Regions from separate parts of the Danio rerio genome. Here region 2 is linked to region 1. Evidence: chromatin contacts called from public Hi-C data. All regions are on one chromosome and are shown on one strand. Each heading gives the region's core, a stretch centred on a gene start, on an enhancer-like site or on the middle of the called end of the contact. The rest is flanking DNA. Distances are from core to core; before and after follow the strand shown. Region 1 has its middle 31 kb from the start of pi4k2b. Region 2 holds the start of dlc1 (DLC1 Rho GTPase activating protein).

Region 1 (3,545 bases), core at 779-3,278:
TATTAGGGTGAAAATGTTATAAATGTTGACAATTCTCATTAAATTCAACAAATCTTTATTTCTATAGCGCTTTAACAATGTAGATTGTGTCAAAGCAGCTTAACATAGAAGTTCTAGTAAATGGAAACGGTGTCAGTCCAGTTTTCAGAATTCAAGTTCACTTTAGTTCGATTCAGCATGGATTACAATTCACTGCTGAAAGTCCAAACACTGACGAGCAAATCAATCAATGCGCAGCTTCATAAGTCCCAAACCAAGCAAGTCAGTGGCGAGAAAAAAAATTCACCAATTGACAAAAGTGAAGGGAGAAAAAAAAAACTTGAGAGAAGCCAGGCTCAGTTGGGCACGACCATTTCTCCTCTGGCCAAACTTGCGCAGAGCTGCAGTCTAGGCACCGGAGGCTGAGAATGCTGGACATCCATTGGTTTGTAGGTTACCCACGGGTGTTCAGGCTGGCCCATGGCATCAATGCAAAGACTCATGCTCTCTGCTCTTCTATGACCGCCACAGCATCTGCTCAGGATACAGCCTGGTCCAGGGTTATGGATACCTTGGCAGCATCTCTTCATAAGGTCTTGGATCACATTTGTGGTGCTGCACAATCTTTAGAGGCCTCGAGTTGAGTATCCTCAGGTGGAAATAGAGAATAAAGAAAATAATGAGCAGAGCTGCTGTTCATAGTGTATTTAATCGAGAGATATTAAATATTAATGCAATAAATAAAACTAGTAGTTATATAAACAAACATGTAAAGCATATCACTTACTACTTATACGTAGCTTAATTAAAGGGATAGTTCACCTAAAAACTTCAATTGTCATCATTTACTCACTGCTAAACACAAATGAAGATTTAGGAAAAATAGAGGTTGCTGTGACCCATTGACTTCTAGCATTATTTTGGGTGAACCTTCCGTTTAAGCACGAAAGAAAATGAGTTTGCACATGATGTTTCATTACTGTAAACTGTTAAAAATAAATAAAGGAAACAATTAAACAACACAATGTAACTCCAAGTGTTCCCTTTATTTTTTTGAGCAGTACATTTCATTAGGGGAATTACCAACCCATGTCACACACATTCAATCGTGCATACTGGTTGAAAAAAAGCACTGTTGCAATTGCAAACATGTCATGTTGCGTGGGAGGATGCCAAAATTGAAAATCCGAAAATAGAAAACTTAAATTTTACAGTACACCACACTGCTTTTAATGCCAACCGCAGACATCTTTGGCTATCAGCCGTCAGAAATGCTGAATGGAGTTAAGACCTGATTAAAAATACTCGACTCTGCAGTTCTTATTTTATATCAGTTACGTTCACGCTATGCTGAGTCATACACGTTACTCATTTTTGATTGCAGCAATGATTTCAGCAAAAAAACAGTTAAATATGGTGAATTAAACTGCGGACATTGAATGCTAAAATTAAAATGTACAAATCTGTTAATCATGGAACATTATTTCTAGCACATGACCACACAGAACAAAGTTGTAGGAATCCAAAGACTTGTAGGACCTTACTTTCGCTCTTGTAAAATCATTTGGAGTTTCAGTGAGATTGTGAGTTGTATATTTGGGGCTGGATGCTTGGCCATTTCATCTTATCCGATATTCATTGGGAGGGTGCTATCTGTCAGACAAATGCAGCTCACTTTAGCATTCATTTAAATGGGTGACAAGCTGTTATAATACGCTGAAAGCATTATATAAATAATGTAATCAATATAACTTATCTCTAATACAACAACAAACTCTCTACCACATCGGATGTCATTCCCTTACTGCTGTAGATGCTAGCGCTCCCGGTGGTTTTTTGCAACCTCGATGCGCACACATCCTGAATGTTTACAAACTGGTAATTTACCAATATTATGGAATCTGATTCTTTTGCTTAGTTCTGGACAGTTTGACTCATCTAAATATATACATATACTCAATCTAGAGGAGTTTGTTGTCCCGTTTTCGCCATTACACAACATGCTGTCATTTATCAATGTGGGAACTGGACTCCGGCTCATTCTCAGAAGAAAGAGGGGAAAACTCTGGAATGTTCTTCTCCTCTCTCGTTCTCTTTCACACACGTATCTTATCTGTCTTTTCCTGGCTTGTTTTCGAGTTCCAAGAAAAGTACGACAGCTCTATTTCTCCGCTTAGATTGGTTTATAAATGAGACCACGAGGGTTTTTATTTTTATCATGTCAAACTTTTCTTGGAAGTCAGATTGTTTGAGAATGTGAGAGATGGACAGGTACAAAAGTGGGTTTGGGTACGAGTTTTGCCTGAAGCATTGCCATGACAATTCCTTCTTTGTTTGAGCAGTATAGATGCATTATGTAATCAGACTCTGAGATCATCAGTCGCACAGCTGTTTCTCTCTCCTGAGACAAAGAGACTGATGTTTTCTGCTCAAACATAATTTGATTTATTTTGTTGTTACTAATGTCCTACAAGCCCAGAGCTTTGTCTGCGTTTGGTAACACTGCATTAAGGAAAACATTTAGTTATAAACAGCTGCTTACCCTCATACCTAAACAGTGTACTACTACAGCTACTTCACAGTACTTTTACTTTTTTTATTTGTTTATTTATCATATTTATTTATCATGTTTATTTAGCATATTTATCATAAACTACAAAAACACCTGCAACAGCCCTGTAGACATGTTATCATGGTTTAAACAATATGAAATTTTTTAACTATGCTGAGAACATATTTTTGTTGGTATTACATTTTCAATTCACTATAATGTTCGCTACATTTCCATTTTTTTTAATACCAATTATTATTTTATTAGAAATATATTTTTCCAACATAATACACTGTTTAAATTCTATTGTTATAAAGCATATAAATACTATAAAGTAATTATTTAAAATAATATTAATATGCGGTTCATTCCTCTGTGGCGACTCCTGATACATCAGGGACTAAGCCGAAGGAAAATGTTATTATATTGTTGGTATATTAATAATTTAAATGACAATTTATGTACTTGTAACCATTTATAAGCTTAATGAAATTATTTCACAAATAATACTCTGTAATGTTTTTTTTTTTAATTCACTGTTCAAATAAATGTATAAATATCAGCACTAATTAATAAAGTGCTGATATTTATATATATATATATATATATATATATATATATATATATATATATATATATATATATATATATATATATATATATATATATATATATATATATATATATATATATATATATATATATATATATATATATATATATATAATGTATATATATATATATAATGTATATATGTATATATATATATATATATATATATATATATATATATATATATATATATATAAAATGTATATATGAATATATATATATATATATATATAATGTATATATGTATATATATATATATATATATATATATATATATATATATATATATATATATATATATATATATAAAATGTATATATGAATATATATATATATATATATATATATATATATATATATATATATATATATATATATATATATATATATATATATATATATA
Region 2 (3,216 bases), core at 349-2,848, 240 kb after region 1:
TTTTATCAAATTCATATAACAATCGAAGATCAAGTTGCGTGTGGTGTGGCTTTGCTCTATTTATCCAATATGTGTCCATATGTCTGAAATATCCTGAAGCAGCAGTACTGTTTTGTACTGTCACATCGCGTGAGATTCCCGCTTTTTAAAGATAAATTTATATAACATTAATGAACATCAGTAACTCGCCAGTAACTTATTTAATGTATGTTCCTGTAGGAAAACATTGTAAATAATTGGAAATCCGGCGACCGCAATAATCAAACCCTTGGGAACAACTGTGGTCGGAACCAAAGTTCACAGGTCTGTGTTCCCTGAACTGCTATCAAGCGGTGGACGTCTTCATTCTGATTGCTTGCCGCCGAAACGCGTCATAGCTCATTACCATAAAGTTGACTTCATTTCAACTCTCCTCGACGCTCACGCCGGCGAAGACGCGCCGCACTGCTCCTCGCCGCTTATCGTCGCCTATCGCCGCCGGCTCTCATTGAAAATGAATGACTTCCGGCTACTTTGACGCTCTCGCCGCTTTCGGTGTGAACGTACGGTATAAGGCATCGTACTCTATGGTCTTTGATAAGACTTTATTGATTTTATTCTGCAAAAACTACAAACTAGTTCTACCAACCAGACACAAAACACAAGCTGTAATAATGTATTAACACTATAAACATAAACCTGACACAAAAAAAAAAAAAAAAAAACAGCTGAATACAGCCTTCACTAAACTAACAGTCAAGTTGATTCGAAGTCGACTATATTTAGGGAATAACCTCGGATTGTTGTGATAGATTTAGAATCAAGAATTGATCAATAGATCAATTATAATCAAGTATTCCAGAGTGCCGTGTAATGATAAGGCATTAATGAGCAACAATGAACAGTTTTGTTTTAGGAATATTTTAATAACGTGAATAAGAAGTTCTGCCAATATTAACTTAAAATAGAAAGTGTTATTTAATGTTAGGAACAGAATTACATAAGTAATATAGCTTTATTATCATGGATATAAAGGGATTTGAAACAGCCTTTTCTTTAACATTTTTCATGTATTTAAAACAAATTTGTATACAGTTTCTTCCTAAAGAAGAAAATATCAAAAGGGAAAAGTCTCTGCTCTATCAGCTTGTTAAGTGTGACGTCACGTGAAGCATCTTTCGGGTCCAAGCGCTCTATCAAACTGTATGGGGAGACTCATCAAATTGTAATAATAAGCATTTACAAAGCGCTATAATACTTTTGGTAAAATTTTTGTCCAGAGACTGTGATTTACACTGTGATTTCATATAAAAATCACTTCAATGTGTGATAGGACAACAAGTGTCTATAAATAAATATTTTCTCAGTTCAATATAGCGGCTTGTACCTGGAAACAGTATTCCATACGTTACCAATACGTCACGACTTAAAAAGTGCATAAGCAGATGAACATCAAAACTTAACAACTAGTTAAGTAGCAAGTTGCTCAGCTAAAAAAGTATTAAAGAGGTAATAATTATGACCTTACCTTCATTCCCATATTCAACATCACTTTGAATGTCTGCTGTGAACAGTAAAATTTGTTGTAGAATACAACACTGGTACTGTTTGGTGGTCTGTACATGTGTTCTGCTCCATTTCATAATAAAAGTCTTTGCTGCTGACTTATTCATGAAAACAATCACCTGTCGCCATCTAACGGCATAATAAAGTCACCACACATTCCAGTTCTCAAAAATAATTTTTATAACTTATTGATTTATATAAATCCATTTTAAATTAGTTGTTTAAGCAAACAGGAAAATTAAGTGAATAATGAAACAATATATTTATATTTTTATATATTATAAGTAATAAACATACCTCTACCATCAGCCAAACTATTTTGTTTTTTGTTTTTTTTGACTTTCACACACATGCATACAATGTAGCCTACCCATCCATCCATCCATCCATCCATCCATCCATCCATCCATCTATCCAAAATTTCGAAAACCACAGGGTTAATTTTCTATTTGCATGGCTATCTAAAACTGAAATGTTCTTGTGAGGCGAATTAATATTGTTAGTTATTTTTGCTTATTGTAATATTTCTTTTCAATCTGTTATAATATAATTTCCAAATCATCTTTTTTCCTCCCCTGGTAGGGCCTAGACCATTGATTGAGAACCACAGAGCTAAACAATATCAACTGGTCGCAGGCTACAGGCTGTGCTGCTGGGCTGTATAATTCTGCGGTGTTTGTGTTCATCACACCTGTCTGTCCAAAAGAGCTATTCATCTCTTTTTCTCCCCCTCTATTCATTCATTCTGTGTTCATCTCATTCGCTCTCTCCCATCCATCTCATTACAAGAAACACAATTACCAGACTCTCGAGCCTTCCAATGTTCTCCCAAAAAGAGCTAAGGCGATTTAGACTGCCTATATTCCTCCCTTGATGAAGGCTGTAAGCTTCCATCTGCAACTGATGAGCAGAATCAGCCAATCAGAATCCCGCAAATCATGATTGGCAGGGGTGGGCGGGCACTACTGGACTTGGGCTTTATATAACGACGTTTGCGTTTTTCAGAGATTTTTCCAAAAGATAAAAAGTAAACGAGATAAATTATACCGGAGAAACTGTAAATAAATCGCACCACTGAAAAGTTAACGATTTTGTCCATCTGGATACACAGTAAGTAGGTCAGTCGGAGGTGGGTTTGATCACACCTCATTAACATGCTGCGCGGTGTTGTTGTTTTTATTATTATTTTTTTTAGTTAAACTTGCTAAATTCACCAGGAACATGGCCTCGTGAGGGAAAAACAGAAATCACACCAGATGGTTTGATATATTTATGCTTGCTAGACTGGTGATGAACAAGCTCTCAAAACATTTTAAATATTATATATAATGCCTTGAATAATAAAATCGTATCAAAACATATGGCGTGTTGTTATCTCCAACACGATACCTGGGATTTGAATATGTTATACACCAAATTCTGTAGTAAAAGCTGGTTAATGACCATTCAAATTGCTTGCCTGACAGTTTACTGGCTTCACCAGAGTCCTCCAGCAGGTGGCAGTGTGGTTTCTTTGGTTTCAGCTGAAGGTTAGTCCAGGACAGTGTTGTTACAGTGCTGTTGCCTCACCGTGTGTGTATTTTCTGTCTGACTAGGCCTATATGAGTGTATGGATTTAGGAATCAAAATAGGGAACAGGCAGGACCTTTCTGACATCCTTTGACATTAATA

What was found. A called contact is a pair of places that touch in the nucleus more often than the background predicts.
Region 2: a Hi-C map of hematopoietic stem cells shows a contact between it and region 1, with 2.7 times the contacts expected there. The contact joins the promoter of dlc1 here to the enhancer-like site in region 1. A contact is called at or near these places in 2 of 18 Hi-C or Micro-C datasets (embryo and hematopoietic stem cells).

Annotation. Positions count from the first base shown.
Region 1 is chr1:16,776,848-16,780,392 of GRCz12tu, forward strand. No RefSeq gene overlaps it. Among named protein-coding and RNA genes, the nearest start is that of pi4k2b, 31 kb to the left of the region's middle. Within about 2 kb of position 2,029, at least 10 of the 62 cell types and tissues checked have an H3K27ac peak or open chromatin away from gene starts, as enhancers often do.
Region 2 is chr1:17,016,134-17,019,349 of GRCz12tu, forward strand. It overlaps dlc1 (DLC1 Rho GTPase activating protein), which reads right to left and starts at 1,599. Exons shown (of 20, transcript XM_073949948.1): 1 at 1,508-1,599. LOC141385537 (a long non-coding RNA gene) reads left to right here and starts at 2,486. Exons shown (of 3, transcript XR_012405884.1): 1 at 2,486-2,655.